Linked DNA regions of Mus musculus: all the other regions are linked to region 2. Evidence: chromatin contacts called from public HiChIP or PLAC-seq data. All regions are on one chromosome and are shown on one strand. Each heading gives the region's core, a stretch centred on a gene start, on an enhancer-like site or on the middle of the called end of the contact. The rest is flanking DNA. Distances are from core to core; before and after follow the strand shown.

Region 1 (4,838 bases), core at 189-2,688, 450 kb before region 2:
TCTCTAGTTCCCCTGTTCTAATGTGTAGATGGACAGTCAAAGCAATGTCTTTGCTGGGGAAGCAGGGAGTAGCCCAGGTGCCAGCCCGGTGCTGATGCACTTTCTCTACTCCAGGAACCAGATGACAAGGTCTCGCTTGCTCAAGCTGAGCGTCAAGCACACAGATGGCCTTGGTTGTGTTTGCACTGTTGAACATCCTGTTTTCCAGGAATATTTAATGACAGTGGGAAATGTGATCTAACGTGAAGCCCGCTCCATCAGTACTGCAGACTGTGCCCAGGCACTCTGAGTCAGCATGAACAACCACAGGCAGGAAGGGAGCCAACCAGCCAGGGCTACTACCCCAGGATGGCTGTGGAGGAAGAGCCAACAGGAGATACCAGGCCCAGGGAGGTCAGTTAACCCTTTTCTCTGAGCATCCTGGTTGGAGGGAAGGGGAGAAGCGAAGAGCAAGGAGGTTAGGCTGCTAGAGAGAGGACTGGCAAGTATCACTGGCGAAGTTCAAGAGTGCAGATTAATATTTCCATAAGCCGGTCCCATCAGGTCTACCAACCCTGTTAGAGGCAATTGGATGCTGACTCTTCAGGGTCCCCTAAGGTCATGTCTACAATGTCCTTATTTTTATCCTAGAATACTGTATAAAAGAGAACTTGGATGTTACAACCACAGAGTCAGATGAAATGGATCTGCGTGGCCTCAACAGTTGCTCACAGATTCATCGGTTACTATGGCTAATTGTTTCAGCTCCTGCCTGCCTGTTCCTGCCAAACCTCGGAGGAAAACTGTCATTGTATTGGTTTTAAGAAGTGGGGTAGGGCCTGGAGAGATGGCTCAGATGTTATGAGCACTGACTGCTCTTCCAGAGATCCTGAGTTCAATTCCCAGCAACCACATGGTGGCTCACAACCATCTGTAATGGGATCTGATGCCTTCTTCTGGTGTGTCTGAAGACAGCTACAGTGTACTCATATACATAAATAGACACATGGAAATGGGGTAGAGTCAGATGTTGGGGAACATGTCTGTAAATTCAGCACTTGGAAGACAGAGGTGGCAAGATGGAGAAAGTTCAAACTTCCTCAAAGCCAGCCTAGGTTACAACAGTGAGTTCAAGGCCAGCCTGGGCTACAGAGTCTATCTATGGGTATGGGTTATTGAAGGTTAGGTTCCCTCTGTACCCCACCACCTGTTGGTCATTCTGCCATGTTATGATATAGCAGAGGTATTGACTCTTACCAGATGAGCTCCCTCGGTCTTGGACTTCCCAGCTTCCCAAACCACAAGCTAAGGAACTTGTGTTGTTTATAAGTCATTCAGTTTGTGGCTTTCTACTACAGCAGCTGCAAAAGGACTAAGTCCTTGATAAAGAACCTGCTGAGGGTTGGTCCACCTCTGTGGTCTAATTCGTTCCTATGAAGGGAGTCTATCTGTGCAGATGTCTGTGACCTTTGCGATGGGTGTTTTTTCCCCTCCAGCTGTTAGTTTTGATAGAGATGAACTCAGCTTGTCTTCAGAAGAGGGGGAAATGGAAACTCACAAGTCTGGGTCCCAAAGCAACAGATTTCCACATGCTGTGTGGCTACTGCTGCTCCTCTGTCTTGGGATCCATGAGGAGAGAATAAGGGGCCAGTGAGTGCTTCAGCCTCCTCCAGAGTCCTGCGCTCCTGGGGCTTGGCTACTCTAGCAGGGCTTGTCGTGTGAGCAGAAGGTACTCTGACTCTGTGTCTCCTCTCATGCTTGCTCTAACAGTTGATTTGTTGGGGATTGAACCCAAGGTTGCATGCATGATCACATTCTACCACTGAGCTGCAATTGACCCTTCCCTAGTAGCTTCCGTGTCTTGATGTGTAGCTCAGGCTGGCCTTATGCCCTGGATCTTCCTGCCTCAGCTGGACCCATGTGCTGAGATTTCAAGTATGTGCCACCATACCCAGCTAATCATCAGGTTTCTTTCTTTTCTTGCCTGCACCTCTCTCTCTCCTTCTCCCTCTCCCTCTCCATCCCCCTTCCCCCTCCCCCTTCTCTCCTTTTCTTTTTGAGATAGAGTTCCATTTGGCTCCAACCTAGCCTCAGACTCTTTTTTTGTTAACAAGTCTAGCTTTGGATTCCTAATCCTCTTGCCTCCACTTCTCAAGTGCTGGGATTACAGATATGTGTCACCACACCGGACTCTAGGCAGTAATTGATTAATTAATTAATTATGTTTTTTTTTTTCGAGGCAGGGCTTCTCCGTGTAGCCCTAGCTGTCCCGGAATTCACTCTTTAGACTAGGCAGGCCTCAAATTCAGAGATCTCCCTGCCTCTGCCACCCAAGTGCTGGGATAAAGGCATGCGCCACCACCTCCCAGCCTAGGCATCAATTTTTAGTAGGCAGGTTCTTGTCTAAAAAAATTTTTTGGAAAAATTTTATTTTCATCCTTTAAAAAAGAAAGAAAAAGGAGCTGGTGGCTTTGCTCAGTGGGTAAACCCAGTCAGATGACTTGAGTTTGAACCCTGGGACCCTCAGTGGGAAGAGAGAATTGACCCCCATAGGCCATCTTCATCTTCTGGCCTTCATATGCATGCCGTGACCTGGGTATGAGCACATGCACTCACACACACAGGCGCACACACAAATAAATAAATGACTAAAGAAGAAAAAATGGTAACGCACATAGTATTTCAGAAGGCACCTGTGCTCATTGCTGAATGTCTCCATGTGGGCTCCTTGCTGTAAATCCTCCTCCTCCTCCTCCTGCTCCTACCTGTCCTGCCTCTGCTTCTCCTCCTGCTTATGTGTTCTTCTTCTTCTTCATCCCCCCCCTCCTCCTCCTCCTCCATCATCTGTTCAGACATAATCCCAGGTTCCCATGAAGTTTCAGACATGGTGCAGAGGGTCTACTTACCTTCCCCTCACTTTAGTGGGTTTGTTCCAGCATAATTACAGCACAGTGCCCAGACCAGGAGTCTGGCATGGGTATCTCGTGTGTAAGGCCTAATGACATGCTATCACAGCCGCACAGTTCCCAAACTGCCACTCCAGTCAAGACAGTCCATCCCCACAGACAACTGCCTCCCCCCATGGATTCACTCCTTCACCCACGCCTCTAGCAACTGCTGATATTTTCCATGCCTGTGATTTTGTTATTTTTCAAATGTCACATACATGGGATCCTGTAGTGTATGACCTTTAGAGACTGGCTGTTTTCCACTCAGCAGAATCAATTCCCTTGAGTTCTGACCAATATGTTGTGTGTAGTGAGCCTGTGTGTGTGTGTGTGTGTGTGTGTGTGTGTGTGAGAGAGAGAGAGACAGACAGACAGACAGACAGACAGAGACAGACAGAGACAGACAGAGACAGAGAGACAGAGCATATGACTGATATATGTTTTTGTGTAGAGATATACATTCTATGTCTGTGAGATAAACATTCAGTATTTCAGTGACTGGGTTGTAAGGTAAAGAAAAGTACATTCAGCTTTTCCCTTCCTTCCTTCCTTCTTCCTTCCTCCCTTCTCTGAGACAGGGTCTCACTATGTAGTCCAGGATGGCTTTGAATTTGTAATCTCTGGCTTTAGACTCCTATGTATAAGGATTACAGGTATAGAACCATGCCTGTCTTATGTTTAGCTTCTCCCAAGTGTTTCTTTTTAAAGATTTATTTATTATTATATCTAAGTACACTGTAGCTGTCTTCACACACACCAGAGGAAACCATCAAGATCTCATTATGGATGGTTGTGAACCACCATGTGGTTACTGGGATTTGAACTCAGGAACTTTTGAAGAGCAGTCAGTGCTCTTAACCACTGAGCCATCTTTCCAGCCCCCTCCCATGTGTTTTTTAAATCTAATATGTTATTAATTCCTTGAGAATTTCACACGATGTATTCTGATCATATTCGCCTACCTTCTCAACTCCTCCCACTTAGATCCACCACCTCCCTACCCACCCCAACTTCAGGTTCTCTCTGAATGTTTATAACCCAGCAGGTCCCCCACCTCCCTCCCCACCTCACCTTCAGGTTCTTTCTGGATGTTTGTAACTCAGCAGGTCCTGGTTTTGCTTCTCATACTCTCCTGGGTGTGAGGCCTTCCACTGGAGCATTGTTGATCTGCCAGAGGACACACCCTAAAGGAAACTAACTCTCTTCATCTGGGAGCATCAACTGTCCACAGCTCCTCAGTCGAGGGTGGGAGCTCCTGAGCCCTTCCCTGCTGGAGTGTTGTCTGGCTCCATCTTGTGTAGGTAGCCATGGCTTCTCTGAGCTCATGAGTGTAGCAGTTCTGCCCTGTCTAAAAGACAGTGTGTCATCTTCCTCCCTGATAGCGGCAAGGGTCCCTGAGCTTGGACTTTTGTTTGTTTGTTTGGATGGTTGGTCGTTTTTTGTTGTTGTTGTTTTAAGAATCTAATGCTCTATTGACTGGACTATCTGGGGAGCTATTCTCCAGAGTGACAGTACCTCTACATGTTGGAACTGTGCTACTCGAGAGCTCCAGTTTCCCTATCCTCACCAGCACTTAGTATTGTTGCTCTTTTTATTTTCATAGTTCCCATAGGTGGACGGTGACAGTTCTCAGGTTCTTAATTTGCATTTTCCTGGTGGCTTGTGATTTGGAACCCACTTTCTTGTGACTGGCATCTGCTTCATCATCTTCAATGAATTGTCTCTGTTTCTTTGGCCATTCTCTAATTATATTGTTTACCCTTAAGTGTTATTAAAATATATATTCTTGGGCTGGAGAGATGTCTCAGCAGTTAAGAGCACTGACTGCTCTTCCAGAGGTCCTGAGTTCAATTCCCAGCAACCACATGGTGGCTCACAACCATCTATCTGTAATGGAATCTGATGCCCTCT
Region 2 (4,981 bases), core at 961-3,460:
AAAGTTTTATATATACTATTAGAGAAGGAAAGTAGTCATCAATGTTATATAGCTGTGACTTTTGTGAGCTACAGCAATGATTAGCTTGCCAAGGCATGCAATAGTGGCAGGAACATCATGTAAGTAACCAACAACTTTCTCATTGGATTTAAGCTCTGCTCCATATATTGAAACTCATACTAGATCTGATAATGGGCCAAGAGCCTATGGCCACACAGGTCACAGGTACTAGGTGAGAAAATCTGCTATTATTTATTTTCTAAGTGGACACAGTATTAAATTGACTCCTAATGACTTATCATTAAACATACAGGTCAATGAATTCTCAACCTTCTATAATCCAAGGGAGGAATGGAAGCCTGGAAGGTGAAGGCCTTGAGAAGCTTCTATTTCACAACAGATGGTGATTAACATAGAGACCCACAATTGTCCAAAGTGCAGAGAATTAGAGACTTAGGAATGCTCAGCTCTGAATGGAATATTTATAATACACTTGCTCCTTTCAAGGCTCAGAGATCATTGTAGCAGAGGTTATATGAAGATGGTAAGGGCCAGAAAGTGGATAACCCAAACAGTGTTTTCTGAGCACAGCAGGATAGCTGCACATATGAACTACAGTTTTGTGACAGCATGCAAAAGACTTGTGCAAATACAGACCAAATCCCAGTGTGGAGAGGGGAGTTAAGGGGAGTTGGGCACACAGTTGGGCTCCCACCCCTAGGGAAGGAGCTATTGGCAATTGACAGCTGCTGGGAAGGGGGATGGATCTTGGAGGAGTTGGGGGAGGGAGACAAATACGATCAAAATACTCAACTACACACACACACATGCATGCATGCATGCACGTACACACAAAAGAATTTTACTACATATAAACTCCAAGTACACCAAAGTGAACATCAAGGGTCAGCTGATTGAGTGTTCAAAATGATCTATTGTTCTCTTACATCCTTTTATACATATCCACAAAAAAATCCTACACATTCCTGTCACACCCACATGGTGGCCTCTCCTAAGTGACATGAAAGAAACCTCAATCTCTTGAAAAAAAAATTACAAAGTAGTCTTCGTAGATATGAGCAAAGCACACATTTTTGTTCAGTGAAACTTCTTTGATGAGGCCTGCTCAAATATCTCGAAGATACTGTAAAAAACACCCACAGACAGCTCTCTCAGTTAGTGTGGTCATACAGTCTGAAGAAACATGAAGGAAAACACAAAATCCTGAGAGGTGCACACATTCCAAAACATCTTGGGAAAGCTTGACCTTCTCCCAAGTCCAAGTGTTTATGTCTAACCAAGTGGACTAAAGGAGCCGTCTCTCCTGGTGCAGCCGTGAGAGGCAACAGGAGGCAGCTTGGGAGGAGGGGTGGCCTTCAGGTAGCTTCTGTTTTTACTCACTTGTCTTAGCTCAGAAGAAATCGAGAGAGGGACTCAGACACATGACCACAAGGGCAACTAGAAGTAGCCGGATGGTGTGGCCTCCTGAGCTTAGTGGTTCTGTTCTCTGAAAACACCTCTGAGATGCCCACATAAGTTTCAGTGAGGCTCACTTACAGGACGGAATGGAACCCAGTAGTCTCTCCCCCTGAACAGGGGTCCAGGTGATCAGGAGAGGAGAGAGAGAAGATGCCGGACAGAATGCAAAGGAAGAGGACGAAGGTTCTGTGTCTTGACCCATGAATGGATAATGGATAAAAGGTGAGTGTCTGTGACCAAGGCTGCTTCAAGGTCACAGGAAACCAACCAGTCCTTGGAAGGACAGGCTGAGGCATGGAGCTCATAGCAGGGAATGAACATCAGTGTGGGAGACCTCAGACTACCAAAACATCTCATGTGCTTAAATCTGTCAGGCCAAGTCAGGGCCTCACACAGCCTGGACTCAGATGAACTGGGCTTCCCAGATAAACTCAACACTTGGAATCAGCAGACCTTCCTTATTATAAAATAAGCATCATTGAAAGTTAAAAAAATAACACAAACAAACAAAAAAAATAGACAGACCAAAAATATCACCCCTTAGGCAAATGAGTTGAAAAATCCCTTAAGAGTAACATCCTATTTTTTTCCCACCCATTTCTCAAGTCAGAAGACACCTGGTAAAGAAACTGTATTTAGGTAAAGAAATGCAACTCCTGGTATACACGGTTTCCTGAAGGCACAGGATGGAAATGACATCATGGAAACACTGGTGTTCAAGGTCAGTATGTACATTTCTAGGTGAAAACAGGAGGCTTAGTCATCAGTGGAAACGTGCGTGTGTCTCTACACTTGCGAGCCGCTTTCTTGCCTTCAGACACAGTTTTTATTAAGATTGCACAGGCTGTTTGCCTGACCTTTATCGGCTCTCCTAAATGCACACCCTAAATATAGGTTATACCGCACTTCTGTCCATGCCATCAGGGAAGAGATAAAATGGTTATTCCTGAGAAGAAAAGGAGTTTGTTTTCGATTCAAGGACAAAGAACCTAAGACATGAGTTGACTGTCTCGACAGTTGACACAAGTGGTCTGATTTGTATGGCATTCCCGCTGGTGACGATAGGGAGGATGGGGCCAACCAGGAAGGTGTGGGATTCTTTGTCTTAATTAAAAAGTATAAATCGGAGACATGGAATTTGGCCAAGTCTCATAAATCTGCTGAAAGAATCGAGACTGTCAGAGAAGTTTAAATAAAACCAACCAGGTCCACTGAGAATCACGTAGGCTCCCTGCTAGTTGTCGACACCCACTTCCCTGTCACTTCTGTGTTCCACAGACTGTGGTTGTGCTCATTAACCAGCCACCCTCCCGCCAGCCACTGACAAGTGTATCCCCGTGGAGCACAAAATTCAGAGATGATAAATTTACTCCCGCTTGTAAAAAAAAAAAAAAAAAACAAAAACCGGTGCTCTCCTCCGGGCAATCAAAAAACGCTAGGAGGCTTTAAGGAAATAAGAATTTAGCTGATAACCTACCTTCATTAGCAAAGCCTGGTCCTCCCTGTTGGGACATTGCCTCACTGCCGTCGTGAACTGCTCTAGTGCAACTGGAAGGGAAGAGACAGAAAGGTGAGTGGCCTCCCTGGGGACTGCCAGCACTGCCATGTGGGGGACAACCTCATGGTTATGGCAAAAACACATGGCATGCTGGGTGTGGCTGCTTGGGGGCATGTAGAGTTCCTTGCCTGCTCACTACATGGGCTGAAATCCGTGTCAGTGACTTCCCCACAGTGGGCTAGGCAGATCACAAGGCCAGCCCGCATCCGTGGGAACCACCAGAAAGTCCTAGGTTCAGCCACTGCATGAGCCATCCTGAGAAAACACTCAATCTCCATTCCAGTGACTCCGTAAAGAGAATCCCAACAGCCTTGGTACCTTTGGTATCTACCTTTAACTACCCTCTTCCACAGTGATTTCCACTGCATTAATTCACTATGTGGTTGAAGCATAATATGTCCCCAGATGTTGACCCAAGCAAGCCCCAGACTTCCCCAGATGTAGTTAGTCATTTTTCCTCAACTTTCTCCAACAGAATGGCTAAGGAAAACACAAGATGGCTCATAGAACAGATTTTAATGGATATTTAAATTAGCCTTACTGGTTCTGGGCATGCTACAGTTTCTATAAAGTACCTTCCTCTTTTCTGTATCTAAGGCCAGTCTCTCATCAAAGGCCTGCTATGTGAGCACTGGTTTTTATCTAAGTAAGCACATAGACTTTTCTTTTTCCCCTACTTGTGGTTTTGACTGTGTTATTTCACTTTTGAAGGTGTTTGCGTAAGATAATTCCCTGCCATCCCTGAACTTCAGTCCTCTTCCTTTGACAGGGATAGATGGACCCTTTACTGTCTAATCTCTCTGGATTGCCCTCTTGCTGCTGGACTCAGTGCTGGGTTCATACACCTGTCCTTCACCACTGCTCTGCTGACAGTTACCACAGCGGAGCCTTGCATACAAACACTGCAGGCTGCCTCAACCAACCGGGCACAGCGATGCACTACCCTAGGCTCCATCCCAACCTGAACAAAGCCTGCATGAGTGGAGAGATTTAAATCTGAAAGATTTCCTGGAGACCTCTGTTTGGATGCTTTGTCCCCAGGTGCTATTTTGGAAGATTCTAGAAATGTTTGGATTTGTGTTTAGCTAGTGGAGACAGACCATTAGGGGTGGTTTTGAAGGTAATTCCTGGTCCTGCCTCCCCGAACCCCCTACTCTGTGATTCCTGGTCTGTTGTGGTGAGAACATCTTCTGCCACACATTCTTGCCCCCATGGACAGAGCTGGCCTGCCATTTCTGTCCTACCATAATGGACTGCAACCCTTTGATACAGTAATTCAGGTGGAATAGCTTTTTGCTGTAAAGACTAGCCCACTGTATAGCTGTTGGTCTGAGAAAATGGTGGGAGACTTGAAACTCCAGAACATCTGGCTATCTTAGTCCCGTGGCAGGAGGCAATGCCCTTGGTTTTGCTCCTTATCATGACTCGCGTGCTTCTTACAAGAAGAGAGAGAAGGGAAAACTGAGGTCACCTGCTCACAGCTGCCACTGGCCATGTGCTATGGGAACTTTAGTAACCTCTGAGACCTAGGACAGAAGCTATCTCCTTAAAACAGCACTTTGTGGCAGTTATCAGAAAAAACCCCTCAACTGTGGCCTAGAATAGGTTGGCACACAATTAAATTTATCTCAACCTGCTCAGGGCTGAAGAACAACAGCGTAAGGGCAAGGAAAGACACTGGGGCACCACTGCAGCAGGGACCTCTTTACACACGGAGGCACAGTGAGTTTGAACATTCATGCCCAGGCATTATGTTGATTGATTGATTCATTTATGATCTTTAAGTTTACAGTAAGAACTGCTGAGAGCCATCGCTATACTTTCTTGGTGTGGTCCTCTTGGATACAGAAGAATATTCATATCACAGTTTTCATATGCACATAAGATACTAGTAAAAACCTTACTTTAAGGGCTGGAGAAAGAGCAAGACTCATCAGTTGAAAG
Region 3 (4,545 bases), core at 1,833-4,332, 370 kb before region 2:
CCGGCCTCCTGGAAACATAGGGAGAGATATCAGGGTGGTAAGTCTCAGGCACACAGTATAAAGCACAATTTTATTCACCCAGGAACTGAACACACATGATGCTAAGTGAGGCACTGAGTAAACAGACTAACAAAGAGATGGCAGGGAAGACTTTAGATGGAGAAGAAAAAAATCTACCTTTGAGGTTCACATTCCACTCCCAGGTGCTCATCAGTGACCTCAGAAAGTCCCCAACATGCTGAGGGCTCGACTGCCAATCATTAAAGCTCTACAGCAGTCCCATAAGTAGATTCTGTGAACCTCTTCTTGTTTTACACATGGGGAAACTGAGGCATCGAGCAGTTAGATAGTTTTCTGAGGTCTTGAGGGTGACCCACAATTTACAATAGACTGGGTTTTAATCATATTTGCTCCAGGCATTCAGAATAGGGGTCTCCGTGATGTGGGTTTCAAGGGTCCAGCCAAGAGGCCATTCTACCAAAAACTCATTGTACCCTCTGGCTCGCTTTGTGTCCATATCCAGGGTTATAAATCTTTGCCCTCATTGTACATCTAGCTGTCCTCTCCCATCACGTGGGTTTAGCTGAGATTTTTCCTGTCCTGCCTGCCTTCCTTTGAGATTGTGTACCCAGGGCTAGCGTTGCCAAGTGGTATCTATCCTTGTCCTAGAAAATGGCACCAGTTGTTTTGTTTTTTCCTGAAGAGTTTGAATTTTCAAGGATGTTTTGGTTTGGGGGGTTATTAAGTCAGTTAATTGGATGCTTCTTCACTGTGCCTGCTTGAGACAGGGAGGGCCTGTGGCCTCTGGGAGGATTCAGGGAGGTGGGGAAGTTCTACAAGGAATCAGCAGTGTCACTGCTGTGGCTCTCTTGGTTGGCTTCTGCCCCCATTCAGAGCATCTACTACTAGGTTCAGGTCCATTCGATCTAACCCTGAAGATGGAGGGCTGGGGCAAGCGGCAAGAGGATGCAGGTGCACCTGGGACTTCTGTGTCCCCCAGAAGTATCATGGAATTTGTTTTTTTCTCATTGAAGAGTATGAAAGTATTTTATAGATTGGTCAGTAGTCAAGTTTTGTAATTGTACTTCTAGGTGGTATTGACAAAAGCCACAAACTGGCTGTCCTATATGGTAATGTGACTCTAGATCCACTGAAGCCTCCTCAGCCAGTACACAGGGAAGAGCTGTCTGGGTGGAGATGACATTGTAGTGTCTCTGGGGTGCAACTGTCGAGTGCCAGGACTTGACTGTGTGGTCCTCACTCAGAACCCTTGAGTAGAATGACAGAAAAAAAAAGAGGATAGAAAGCAAAAGAGGAGGGGAGGGGAGGGGAGGGAAGAGAAGAGAGAAAGCGAATGTTTAATGCTGCGGTTTCTTTTTTACAAGACAAAACTCACATAATTTAGATATATGCAAACAAATCTTAAGCGTTTAAAAAAAAGTTTCAAATTAGGTCATGGTTCCCAGGAAAGACATTCTTGTCTTGTAATATTTAATTTTAACTTTTTATCAAAGACCATCTCAAAACATAATCAGATAGAATATTATAATCCCTGGGTCATGAGATCCACTTACGGTAACTGTGTCTCATCTGTAACCCTCCCCTTGCTGCTCTGTGGATGAGCTTAAAAAGCAAGTCCTACGTGCTGCATGACTTTGTCTGTAAAAATTTAGTGTACGCCTCTAAAATATAAGAACTCTTATTTAACTACAGTTCTCTCTCTCTCTCTCTCTCTCTCTCTCTCTCTCTCTCTCTCTGTCTTTCTCTCTGTCTCTCTCTGTCTCTCTGTCTCTGTCTGTCTCTCTGTGTCTCTCTGTCTCTATCTCTCTCCATCTGTGCACCCCCCTTGAGGCATAGTTTTTCTGTGTACCCTAGGCTAGCCCTGACCTTATGATCTTCTTGCCTCTGCCTCTGGAGTGCTAGAGATCTTAGTTCATGGAAAATTAAATTCAGTTAATGAGGTCTAAGCTTTTCCTTTATCCATAACCTTCTTGTTACTTTAGGCCTTAAATTACTCAATGTTGCTTAAAGCCTGACTTTTAGTCCTACCGTGGTCCTTCCAGAAGCCTCTCTGAGAACAGTTATGGGTGCTAGATCCCACGTCCAGAAGCCCACTCCTATAATACCAGTGCTGTGGGGCCTAAGGCAGAAGAATGCTGAGTTCAAGACCATGCACCAAAGAGTCAGGGCTCATCTAAAACAATGAATAATTAAATAAAAGGAAGTTAGAGGTATGACCTGAGATTGAGCCACCTAGACCTGCAGTCTGGAAGGAGCTGAGTCCCCAGATCTGCAACAACTGACCATGATGCTGTAAAGGCACCAGCACTCTTTCTAGGTTTCCATCCTTGTGGCTTACATGTGAGTTGTCTTTATTCATAGCTGTAGATGTGAACAACAACAAGGTTGACAGGACTGGAAACACAGCAGCAAGCAGAGGGACAAGGCATCTGTCAACAAGATCTATCTGGAAGAGAAAAAAGAAGGGCCATGGGTCCATGAGCCAGGTCTGACATCCAGAGAGGACAGCCGTGGCTTCCCAGACAGCACTCAGCTGTCTGTAGCAATGGCTGGAGGCCATTGATAGGAAGCTCAAGTAGTTTATAAATAAAGCAGTTTCTAAGTTGTAAATTGGCTAAATCCCTGCTAGCTGTGAGCAAGCTTAGGGGCTAGCTTGTGCTTGGTTTTGTTTTTGTTTTGTTTCAACATGGGGAATTGGATGCAGGGTGCTGCTACCCTATTCTCCAAGAGTCATGGAGAATGTGGTGTATGTAAGCTGTCTTCATGTGAGTCCTGATAGGGTTTTGGGAGGTGTGGAAGTAATATCCTGGACATCTGGCTGGCTTCTAGCTTACTGGATCTGGTGTTTTTAAGACTCTTTTTCCTTGAGGGTTAAGGTCAAGTGAGGTGAGCCTTTTCATGAGACTGGAAGACACCCTTACAGGAAGGAGGTGTTCTGGCAGCCTAATCCCATAGGTTGCATTACAATCAGTGAGTGTTTTGCTCAAGTGCCCGGCATCTTAGAGAAGTCATTTTCTTTCTGAGGGAGTGCTATCAGTTTCATGACTACACGCTCTGCATTTCATTAGCATTCTTCTAGCAAAACACGACTCTGAGTCATTTCTGAAATATCTGTTCTCGCCTGAGAGCTGTTTCTCAGTTTTTACAAAAAAGGTCTTTTCTACTTACCGGCAGAAAAGTTTAATACCACACAACACAACCTAAAATGGGTATACTGAGAGAGAGAGAGAGAGACAGAGAGAGGCAGAGAGACAGACAGACAGAGAGAACACCTATAGGCTGTGACTATGAAGCGATTCCTTCTCTGGCCTTCAGATTAAGGCCATGGGTGCCAGATGATGGAGCTAAGATTGGGTGTGACTCATGGGGGTAGAGTTTCATAATAGTGACATTGGACATGGTTGCTTTCTCAGATTTTAAGCCTTATCAAGGTTAAGAGGACACCAGTGAACAGGAGGGAGAAACTGGAATGAATGTCTAAGGAGCTGGTTAGTTCTGGCTCACTGCAGTCAAACATCAGTTATATTCAGCTCAGAGAGGCTGTGGCCCAGCCTGTCCCCTGTCCCTTGGGGACACTTCCTCTAGGAACCACATACACTGTTTCCCATTGTCCTAGATATTAATGTGTCTTCGTCAGCCATGGGCATCCATGTCTCTCTGTCTAGGTTTTGCTTCCCACCTGGAGGTCAACCATAATGGAGGACCACTGATATTGTCTGCTATACCCACCAGCCCCATCCACAGCTCTTGTGAAGGTCAGTCTTCATTCCCAGTGAGGAATGTCCATCTGCTCTGCAGAGCATGTGCCTTTGAGTCAGAGGCTTTTGTCCACCATTTCAGGTAGGGCTTTAACAAACTCAGCAGACTTCATATTCACAAAAGGTCTGTAAGAGCTTCTAGAATCCTCTGGTTCCCAGAGCTCAGCAGAGTGGAGTGAAAAGGAGTTGCTTTGCTTGGCTCTTCCACTGATGGGCGGGCCAGCTTTCCTAGGTAACAATCAGAGGCAGGACCTAAAGGATGGTTTTCATGATCACCTCTCATTCTCTTTAGTCAACCTGTAGATGTGACTGATTAGAAGTGTCCTAGGTTGGCCCTCCTAACCTTATATCACCACACACTCTGCGGGGTTCAGAGGAGACACTGAGGTTAGAGGAGCCCAGCAATAATAAACTTCTTGTTGTCATTCTGCGGAACAAAGAATGATCTAGAAATCAGGCACTGCATTAGAGAACACACAGGGCTCCAGAAAACCTCACCTCAAGAGGCAGACGCTAGCCCCTCTACTCTCCTTGAAGCAATTGCAGCCACGGGCCTCTCACCTGTGGAACAACACCTCTGTTAGCATGGCTCCCTGCCACTCACACTCATATCTTCAAGAGAAGGACCTAGAATTTCTTTGGCCCTTCTTAGTACTCTTCAATCAAGCTTGGATGCTTTAGTAAGCACCAACATGAGGCCACACCCTTCACCAGTATTACAGCAGGACAAACCCCACTCTAGGAGGACTGTCTGGAGTCACCTAAA

What was found. HiChIP or PLAC-seq counts read pairs in DNA pulled down with a chosen protein or histone mark.
Region 1: a contact with region 2 is called in an H3K27ac HiChIP or PLAC-seq map of regulatory T cells, with 6 times the contacts expected there. The contact joins two enhancer-like sites. A contact is called at or near these places in 7 of 39 promoter capture datasets (the HPC-7 cell line, cranial neural crest, liver and 4 more), 2 of 484 Hi-C or Micro-C datasets (bone marrow-derived macrophages and nephron progenitors) and 6 of 115 datasets of contacts at active chromatin or transcription factors (T-cell acute lymphoblastic leukemia, Th17 cells, regulatory T cells and 3 more).
Region 3: a BATF HiChIP or PLAC-seq map of CD8 T cells shows a contact between it and region 2, with 6 read pairs. The contact joins two enhancer-like sites. A contact is called at or near these places in 4 of 39 promoter capture datasets (cranial neural crest, liver, maxillary cranial neural crest and 1 more), 2 of 484 Hi-C or Micro-C datasets (Sertoli cells and bone marrow-derived macrophages) and 3 of 115 datasets of contacts at active chromatin or transcription factors (CD8 T cells, microglia and regulatory T cells).

Annotation. Positions count from the first base shown.
Region 1 is chr2:128,533,036-128,537,873 of GRCm38.p6, reverse strand. The region is part of intron 1 of Gm39928 (a long non-coding RNA gene); the gene reads left to right. Among named protein-coding and RNA genes, the nearest start is that of Gm39927, 14 kb to the right of the region's middle. Within about 2 kb of position 1,438, at least 24 of the 459 cell types and tissues checked have an H3K27ac peak or open chromatin away from gene starts, as enhancers often do. A contact at or near this core is called in regulatory T cells, where this site is marked.
Region 2 is chr2:128,084,405-128,089,385 of GRCm38.p6, reverse strand. Acoxl (acyl-Coenzyme A oxidase-like) reads right to left here. Exons shown (of 18, transcript NM_028765.3): 16 at 2,957-3,027. Among named protein-coding and RNA genes, the nearest start is that of Bcl2l11, 39 kb to the left of the region's middle. Within about 2 kb of position 2,210, at least 26 of the 459 cell types and tissues checked have an H3K27ac peak or open chromatin away from gene starts, as enhancers often do. A contact at or near this core is called in CD8 T cells and regulatory T cells, where this site is marked.
Region 3 is chr2:128,456,553-128,461,097 of GRCm38.p6, reverse strand. The region is part of intron 1 of Gm36154 (a long non-coding RNA gene); the gene reads left to right. It overlaps Gm29010 (a long non-coding RNA gene), which reads right to left. Exons shown (of 6, transcript XR_374966.3): 4 at 2,360-2,467; 5 at 1-8. Among named protein-coding and RNA genes, the nearest start is that of Gm36154, 7.7 kb to the left of the region's middle. Within about 2 kb of position 3,082, at least 56 of the 459 cell types and tissues checked have an H3K27ac peak or open chromatin away from gene starts, as enhancers often do. A contact at or near this core is called in CD8 T cells and regulatory T cells, where this site is marked.